3 separate regions of the Mus musculus genome follow, and regions 1 and 2 are each linked to region 3. The links are chromatin contacts, called in public HiChIP or PLAC-seq and Micro-C maps. All regions are on one chromosome and are shown on one strand. Each heading gives the region's core, a stretch centred on a gene start, on an enhancer-like site or on the middle of the called end of the contact. The rest is flanking DNA. Distances are from core to core; before and after follow the strand shown.

Evidence for each region. A called contact is a pair of places that touch in the nucleus more often than the background predicts. HiChIP or PLAC-seq counts read pairs in DNA pulled down with a chosen protein or histone mark.
Region 1: a Micro-C map of the G1E-ER4 cell line shows a contact between it and region 3. The contact joins two enhancer-like sites. A contact is called at or near these places in 3 of 484 Hi-C or Micro-C datasets (CD4 T cells, the G1E-ER4 cell line and Th1 cells) and 1 of 115 datasets of contacts at active chromatin or transcription factors (memory CD8 T cells).
Region 2: an H3K4me3 HiChIP or PLAC-seq map of bone marrow-derived macrophages shows a contact between it and region 3, with 5 times the contacts expected there. The contact joins two enhancer-like sites. A contact is called at or near these places in 3 of 39 promoter capture datasets (the C10 cell line, cranial neural crest and hippocampal neurons), 1 of 484 Hi-C or Micro-C datasets (CD8 T cells) and 3 of 115 datasets of contacts at active chromatin or transcription factors (bone marrow-derived macrophages, memory CD8 T cells and pancreatic cancer cells).

The regions. Positions count from the first base shown.
Region 1 is chr15:67,407,974-67,410,917 of GRCm38.p6, reverse strand. No RefSeq gene overlaps it. Among named protein-coding and RNA genes, the nearest start is that of 1700012I11Rik, 180 kb to the right of the region's middle. Within about 2 kb of position 1,652, at least 59 of the 459 cell types and tissues checked have an H3K27ac peak or open chromatin away from gene starts, as enhancers often do. A contact at or near this core is called in the G1E-ER4 cell line, Th1 cells and memory CD8 T cells, where this site is marked.
Region 2 is chr15:66,741,342-66,744,333 of GRCm38.p6, reverse strand. It overlaps Tg (thyroglobulin), which reads right to left. Exons shown (of 48, transcript NM_009375.2): 34 at 2,705-2,848. Among named protein-coding and RNA genes, the nearest start is that of Tg, 72 kb to the right of the region's middle. Within about 2 kb of position 1,538, at least 36 of the 459 cell types and tissues checked have an H3K27ac peak or open chromatin away from gene starts, as enhancers often do. A contact at or near this core is called in bone marrow-derived macrophages, where this site is marked.
Region 3 is chr15:67,043,831-67,046,946 of GRCm38.p6, reverse strand. No RefSeq gene overlaps it. Among named protein-coding and RNA genes, the nearest start is that of Gm31342, 5.8 kb to the right of the region's middle. Within about 2 kb of position 1,381, at least 73 of the 459 cell types and tissues checked have an H3K27ac peak or open chromatin away from gene starts, as enhancers often do. A contact at or near this core is called in the G1E-ER4 cell line, Th1 cells, bone marrow-derived macrophages and 1 more, where this site is marked.

The sequences.
Region 1 (2,944 bases), core at 403-2,902, 360 kb before region 3:
ATGATAAAAGTGACCATGTAACTAGAACAAGTTAAGCAAAAAAAAAAAAAAAAGGAAAAAGAAAAAAAAAGTAACTAGGACAAAGATCAACTTTCTATTATGGTAAAACTTAAAATTTACCATTTTAGCCATTTTTTTCCCAGGGGGAAATTTCATGGCATCAGTAGGTTGAATTTGGGGACAACCATCTCCTAAACATTTTCATTCTTCTTAGTCCCTGGGTCAGGTAATTGATATGACCAGATTCTCCTGCACAGGACACAAGTGCAGGAAAGCAAGCAAAAATAAGAAAATGTAAGCTAGCATGTCTGTTTCCACAGGGAGAGAGCTGGTAATTGTACAGAAGTCAAATTTGATCCCTGTGAGAAAGCATGCCATGCTGAATAGAAGTGGCCATTGACATGGAAGAAGGCCACAGACTTCCAAGTGTCCCACAGGGAAATATTCATAGGTGGCCACGGTTAATTGCACTTGTGAGAAAAAGACAGTGAAATACAAAGCAAACTGGAGTTGCCAGGTTTTACACACACAGACACACACAGACACACACACACACACACACAGACACACACACACACACACACACATACACTGTAGGCATTTACCAAAAGAATCAGGTTTAGAGGACTGAGAACTGGTTGGTTGGGTTCTTCTCCTTTTGAAAACAGATGTCATCTGTGATCTTTGCCCACACACTGCATGTGGTAACCCTTCTCACATCCTTTTGCTCCACCCTGAGTCTTATCTTCACTAACCCTTCACAAATGTCAAGCCTTATTTGGTGAAAATGAATGGTGTGGAAAAAAGGCTGAGTTTCACAAGCATGAGGTATCGCTGGGGGAAAGCAATATAATTCAATTCTGGGGATGGATATGAGACTTTCCAAACAGATGAGAAGACAGACAGCCCCCCACCAAGGCTGCCCACAGTTCTGGGATTCTGGCATCTGCCTTCTCACCTTGATAATATCCTTTTGCTGTCCATCAGTATCTTTCTCATCCCCCACAGACAGACATCCTTACATTCCCACAGCTGGAGGAGCATGTCCAAGACCCCCAAAATGCTCATACATGAGCTACACTTTACCTTCAGAGGTCACCATTGTACTCAGCTAACCCAACCACTATGTTCCTGAACAGCCAATATTGAGCAGCACTCTACGGGTCACAGAAATAATGAGAGGCAGGCAAGGAGTGTGACCTTCTGGAAAATGTCAAAGGAAACACCCGAGGGTAGATAGCAAGAGCATCAACTAGGGATCAGCCTATGGCCTGAATCTAACAGGCAACCTATATTTGTACAACTGACATAGTCTAAGAGCCATTTTCACATTTTAAGCAGTTGTAGACAAAAGTTTGAAGAAGAAAAATATTCCGTGATACAAATAAATGACGTGGAATTCAAGTCACTGAGTCTATAAATATGCTTTTACTAAAACACAGCCAGGCTTGCTCACACAGTGTCTGTGACCACTTTGGCACAATGATGACCTGTGAAGTCTTTGATGTGGCCATCCATACTTTCAGGATCCTGATCCTGGCTGTGATCATAATACCCTGTCCCCCTTGCCCTATGCATGGATTTAGGGACCAGCTCACATGGAATCTGTCACCACATACAAAGAACTGACACACATCTACATCTTCCTGTTTACTCAATTCTTCAATAGACAGTTTTTAAATCCACACTACGGGTTAGGTGGCAGAGATGCAAAACCAATCAAAAGAAGACAAGCTCTCCCTGTTTTTGCATGCGTAGAGTCCGATGAATTAACCAATGAAGGCAAGTGTCCGACTACAGCCTTGACCACCATTAGGAAGGAAGCTGCATTGCTAAGTGAGAAGCCAGACCCAGTGGGAGGTTGGGGGTGGGGCAAATCCCTTATAATGTGACACCAAGAGGAGGGGGTGGAAAGGGGACATTAATCAGACAAGGGGAATAGAAAAAGTCGTTCTGGCAGAGACTAGAATATCTGCAAGTTCCAGGAGGGACTGAGCGCGGGGATTTAAACAAAGGGCCACAGGGCTTTAGAGGGGGTCTGTGGGTCTGGAGTTTGATTGGGGCATGGTGTCAAGAGATATAAGACAAGCAGGAGTGGCAAGCAGATGCTCAGTTCTCACTCGTGTTTCTGCTTGTGACTCTCATTTTAGCATTCTTCACTCAGTCCCCAAAGAAACAGCCAGAGAGAACATGAGCAGGAGCCAAATGAGTTCACAAATCCTCAACCCAGTGCTTACAGTATCCAGCCTTGAATGTTTCATTAAGGGGAGTAAGTGAATGTAAATTGTCTGAGCTCTAATTTACTATAACTTGAAAAATATACCCTAAGTGATTTGAGCATCAGGGATATATCTCTGTCAAACAGACATGGGATAGCTCCATCAGAACATTCAGTATGTGTTAGGCCCAGAACACAGTAAGACCCTAACATTTGTTTGCTGTGACTAACTAACTATCACCACCACCATCATCATTGTCACCTTCTTAGAAGGGGGAACAAAATAGCCACGGGAGGAGATACAGAGACAAAGTGTGGAGCAAGGACTGAAGGAAAGGTCATCCAGAGACTGCCCCACATGGGGATCCATCTCACATACAGTCACCAAACCCAGACACTATTGTGGATGCCAACAAGTGCTTGCTGGCAGGATCCTGATATAGCTGTCTCCTGAAAGACTCCGACAGTGCCAGACAAATACAGAGGTGGATGCTCTCAGCCAACCTTTAGACTGAGCACAAGGTCCCTTATGGAGGAGCTAGAGAAAGGACCTAAAGAGCTGAAGGAGCTTGCAGCCCCCTAGGAGGAACAACAATATGAACCAACCAGTATCCCCAGAGCTTCCAGGGACTAAACAACCAACCAAAGAGTACACATGGAGAGACCCATGGCTCCATCTGCATATGTAGCCAAGGATGGCCTTGTTGTACATCTATGGGAGGGGAG
Region 2 (2,992 bases), core at 289-2,788, 300 kb after region 3:
CTTTCTTTTTTGTCAATACTTCTGGCAATCAGACTTCCTGTAGGCTGTGCCTGCTATGTTGTAGTTATTCACACATGCTCACTCTGGCCTCTCTAGGATACGCCTATGAAAAACAGCAACATTCTGCTCTTCTCCCGTTCCTCAATGACCAGCACTGCACGTCAGTACAAACACCCAGTGAACTTCGGAAGGGTCCAGCCCAAAGGTGAGAATGCCAGCAACAAGTGTTTATCTCCTCAGCACCTGTCGCTTGCTTTAAGACTGAGAGTTCCTGGAGGTCAGGAAAGCAGGATCACTCTCACTCTGCCATGTGACATAGCAACTTAAGAGGTAAAATTAACTAGGTTCCAGGTCTATCACCCATTTTCTATGCACCCTTGAGCCTCCTGCCTCTCTTGCTTCTACTGACAGGGGAACGAGGATTTAATGCGATAGTGCTCCCAAAGTGCTGGCCTCCAGCATGAAAGCCTCATGAACAGAGGCCAGGCTGTTACAGCACAGTGTTCTTTACATGGCAGTCCTTACTGTTGAGTGACAGTACTGATAAGGCTTTTCATTGTCTGCCACGTGGCTTCTGGTCAGGACTCTTGAGTCCCTACCCTGAGGCACAGAATATGTGTTGGAAGACACTAGCACTCCAGGTTGTCAGATGAAAAGGACCCGAGCAGCTGGAACCTGTTGGAACCAGGAGTACCTTGGGTTCTTATCCTTGCCAGCCTGTCAGGGTGTTGAAATAGCTTGGCGTGACTTCCATCACATTCTGAACAAATAAATTACTGCTTAAGTTTTTTTTTTTCTGTCCAGCTCTTCCATAGTCAAATGAAAATGGAAAGTGGCATTTTCCAGATGCTGGCAGGGTGAAAAGGTGAGAGGATAGACGAGAATGACCTGAGGTGAGCCTAGCTCTGAGGTAGCTTAAGTCTTGAAGCTGTCCATGGAGTCATATAGAACTAATGTATTAGGCAAGCATGCTCCTCTCCTCCCTTGCCCTCAAGATATCTCTGTATGTCTCTAGCCCTAGAGATTTCTCTGTATGGAAATATAAGTCCACAGTGGCAGTTTCATTATACAACTCCCTTTTTTTTTCTTCTTAAAACAATTCAAGCTGTTGAAAGAAAAGAAAAACCCAACAGAGCAACCTCCAATCATGACAGATCAAGGGATTAGTCTGGAAGTAATCATGCCCATACTAACTGCCTCAAAGCTGAAGAACATTTAGGTACATAGCAAGGCTAAGGGATCTCTGCCCTAGAAATCCAAACTGTACCCTTTAGTTTCAACATGGCTTGGACAAAAAGACCACACCAGGAGCAGCTGGTCTGCTATCATGTTAACCTTTTCTAGTTGATAAATCAGTTGCTTGTAAGTTACTCCACTGAGCTCCCATAATGCTAAATATCAAGGCTCACGTAGACCTAGCATGTTTCTGATACACAACAGGCACAGGAAGAATGTCTGTTTTCTCTCATTGCCCAAACTAGGTAGGGAAATGGTGGTTTTCCAGTATGAAGAATATGGAGACCAAAGTTCTACTTCTCTAAGACTTCAGTTGCAGCAATAATTACATAACCCTAGTTTCTAGGGAAGTGTCAAGAACGTCCAGTACTCTCCAGATTCGCTCAGAAAATGAATTGAGAAGGAAGTGACCTATGTGTCAGGTTGGAGACACTGATCGATCCTCTGCTCTGCTTCTCTGTTACTTCCTGAGACAATACTTTTGTCTCTAAGACATCTTCATGAGTTTGCTCCTGAGACACAATCTGATGGCTAGTCTCTTCTAGTTTCCATGCAATTGTCTATACTAATACCATAGACACCCAGTATCTAAGTGTATGGGACCAGTGAGCCTCAGTCACTTGTCCTACTGACAGAAGCTAAGGGGTACTATGAGTCTTACAAAGACCAGCCTGTCCTATAGAGGGAAGATTCTGAGTATAGTTTTATCTAAGCACATACAGAAATATCCACTCCTTTCTTCATTGATTTCAGATTGTTCTCCTAAAACAGACCTGGAAATGAGTCTTAGATAATGCAGCCATTTGCCTTCATGACCCATACAGGCTGTCCTTTCCTGAAATCCTAACTTAAATGCTTAAAAACCTACGCAGGCTGTTCCCTTCCTTCCCTGACACTGCATATAGAACATCATTCCGGCTGACGGTAAAAATTGGCACAGCAGGGAGACCAAGGGATCAGAGTGGACAACTGTTGACTTTGCTGTTTGTCCAGCAACAGGACCTAAGGAGGTTAAGCTTTCTTTCTCCTAATACTTCTGTATTTTCTGAGGCCTCCACTAATGCTATTGCTTTCTCCCTCCAGCAGTGGGGTATTTCTAGACTATGCTGGGCAATTTGATCCTGAATAAAAGGCTTCTAAAGTATACCATGAGCAGCCCCTCTAAAGCAAGTGCAAGTAGCAAATTGAAGAAGCTGCTATGTACCCTAGCTAACTATACCTGTGAACCTGATATTGTTCCATCTTTCCTGAGATCTAATTGGTAATCTTTCCTTTAAGTTTTTTTTCCTTTAAGTTAATGAGCAGTCTCCAAGGCATGTCTTTTCTTCTTAAATTAAATAGAATCCATTTCTATCATTGGTCTCCAGGGAATTCTGACTAATCTTCTTCCTGATCCTAAGACATCATCCTAGTGCAGGCTTGGGATATGGTCAACAGCAGACACATGTGCCAGTAGCAGGTTCCTCACCAGGCTTCTGGTACCACCCAAAGGGATAGGTGTGGACTTCTGTGTCCTCAGAGCCACAGTCCAAAATGCGCCAGGTTGCTCCACTCTCCTCATTGCATGTTTGAATCCCCATGCTGTTCAGAGTCAGACAGGTCACCTCTCCTCCTGGAGGGAGAACACAGGAGTCCAAAAAGGTGGGGCAGTGAGAAATATGAACTAAGTGGGAAGAATTCTGTAAGCCATTGCTCAACAGATGCTGGGACTTCTGTACTATATTCTAGGTGGGGACTTGACCATCCCAACAGCCCC
Region 3 (3,116 bases), core at 132-2,631:
TTCTCTTCTTTTGGCCCCCAGGGTCTCTCTGCGCATTTGGTTTGAGTTGAGGAGCAAGCTCCGGAAATTCTGGAAGCCTGGGCTCTCACAGCGGCCTGCCTGAGGCTGAGCCTGGGGGAGGAGAGCAGAAAGGGCCTGGGGGGATGCAGAGACACAAACAAATCTGCAAACAAGGCCAGCATTTGTTTTCTCTGAGAGAAAAAGCCATTCAAGCCCCAGAATGGAACCCAGGGCTTCCTATGGCCCCGAAACCCAGGAAGCCTTGCAGGATCTGTCTCCACAGCCACCTCCACCCTGATTCTGCCTTGTGGCCTGATACTTCCTTGCACCTGTTGGAATAAAGCAGCTGCCTGTCCCCAAGGATCAAGGCTGAGAGCTGTTTGCTCTGGCCCAGCACCGGGGTTGGATGAGGCCTTTCTTCTCCTTCTCTGTCCAACTTTCTCTTCCTCCACGTCTGTGGCTCGAATCCCCAAAGAGGAAAGAGTCCTGATGGCTCTGATACAAAAAATATGAGACCGCTCATCTAGGGAGGAGGAAAATGGGGTAAAAACAACTTTGAGTAACCAGTGACAGGCCCGGGCTAAGCCATCTTCATGTGTAATAGCAGTCCCTGCAGAAAGTAGCACCTCAGATAACAAGCAGCTGGAGGTAATAAAAAAGTTACTCTTTCTAGAACAGTCTATTCCACAAGCACATCCAAGAAAGGTGGCAAGGGAGCAGGAAAAGATCATGGCATTCAATAAATAATGTGTTGGCCCAGCTCCAAGTCCCCATGACATGTGATGATGAAGACTTGTTTAGAAGGAAGGGACAAAGAGCTTAAGCTGCGAATGAGTTGTTTATTTTGTTCAGCTGAATACCTGCAGTCACGTCACGTGAGTGACTGGACCAGAGAGCACACTGCCCTCGAGCCCTTCATGCTCCAGTGTAAGGTCCAAGAGAGACGCTTATGCTTACGTTTTCTCAGCTTGACTTAGTTGAGTGCCTACTATGTGCCAAGGTCCACATCTATCTTTTACAAAACTGGAGGGGAGGGCTAATAAGCAGTGTCACCCAGGGCCACTCTGTGCCTTTGGGGACTGGGAAACCCTACTGTAGAAAATTATCCTTATTGATACAGATATGGATAACAGTGAAAGAAGTAGCATGTCTAGAGGTTATGCAGTGGACAGTCTGTCCAACTGTCTCTAGCATGGTTACTGCCATAAGGCATAAGGAATTCAAGTGGTTTTGGTCCCTTAGAGCCAAGGCTCCATACTGACATGCTAAACAGCAGTTGTCAATGAACGGAAAGGTTACAGTTATTAAAGAGACTACACTGGTGCAGATTCCTGACTTCCTGTAGTCACTCTCCATCTGGTGAGGTAATTATGTTAGAGGCTGTACTGGGTTTACCCTCACTTCCCACAAGACTCCTGTTTTGAGGTCAACCCTCCCCACCGGCTCTCAGAAGTGACTTCCTGTGAAATAGGGTGCAATGTTTATTCTTCCTAGTCAGTGTAAGATCCTAGAAGATTAGTGAGGCACAGCTCTCCCGTCAGGGAGGGAGTGTTCATCCAGAAATGATTGCACCAGGAAGGCTCATTGATTAGAAATTTAAATAATCTATTGGCTTGGGGGTGGGGCATGAAACTTCCTGACTGGTTGCAGAAGATGTGTTCTGGGGGTGATCCCTCCTGGCGCTGTTCTCCCTGCCTCCTCTCCGCCTAGAGGTAAGGAAGTTCCCCCCTCACCCAGAGGTTCAGCATAAACTAAATAACCTGAAACCATGGGCCAAAATAAATCTCTCCTCCCTAAGTTGTTTTCTCAGGTGTTGTGTTCACAAGGGGAGGTGGTCGAGGAAGCTCACACCATAGGCCTGTATGCAGGTAACTGCTCTACTGAAATGGCTCCAGGGCAAGAGGCAGCTGCTTTTTCCAGGAAAAGCCAGAGAGTTGGGAGCCAGAGAGCTGCCCTAGACAACATGTAAGTGAGCGCTCCTGGCCGCATCCCAGTACAACGCTATTTATGGACACTAACATTTGAATTCTGTCATTTTTCAAATGTTAGAAAATATTATTCTTCTGATTCTTTTTTTTTTTTTAATTATTTTTTCAGAAGTATAAAAACCATTCCTAGCTCTCTGGAGCTACAAAAACACACACGGTGCTGAATTTGGGTTGGTGCTCTAGGTCCTGACATTTAGCTTTTCTGGGAAACAACTTAGAGCGAGCCAGGGTTGGGGAGGGGCAGGTTATCAAGCCTGCGCTACCCTTATTTACAGAGGCAGGCACAGAGGACCTGAGTTCTGGGGCGCAGAGTCAGACTTGGGGCACAGTCCCCTCCTCCCAGCCTGAGGGCGGTTGTTTCCAAAACAAAGCCTGCACCCAAGGGCCCTGGCTCAGCTTCCACATAACTATTTTCTGGAGCACTGTGTCTCTGAGCCTCCGAGTGATGGGTTGAGAAGTTTGCTTAGGCCAGGGATGGGGCAAAACAAGCTGAGGGTTGGGATCCTATCACCTTGGTGGTGTGCTTCAATTCCCAGCTCATGCTGGACCACACTAAGTCAGTGAGTACTCCTGCCTCAGCACCCGTCCTCCTGGTGATCCGAACTCAAGGGAGGTGAACTCATTTCATCAGAGACACGCAGCTGTAAAGTGGCAACCTCGAGATTGAAATCTACTACAACTGTATCATTGCTGGGAGTCCAGGGGTTTCATGATTGGACCCTCTCTGTCCTCCTGGTTGCCAGGAAGATGACGGGCCACCAGGGCATTTTTCAGTACTGGTAGGAGTCATTCTAGCTATGGGGCAAATGGCAGGACACAGGTACGAAGTAATAATGAAATAATGTTATGGTTGGGGCCACCACAGTCTAAGGAACCATATTAAAGGGTTGCAGCATTGGAAGGCTGAGAAGCACTGATATAAAGAGAAATGGGGTTGTGATGGCTCATTTGTGTGTTAGGGAGTATAACTGTGGCTGGGACATAAAAGCATTTAAGATGCGGGGGAGATGGCTCAGACAGCAAGGGGCTTGCTGTACAAATATGAAGACTTCGGTTGGAATTCTGAGCATCCCCAAAAAAGCTGGGTGTGGCACCCCTGTAATTGTAGATCTGAGGAATCAAAGACAG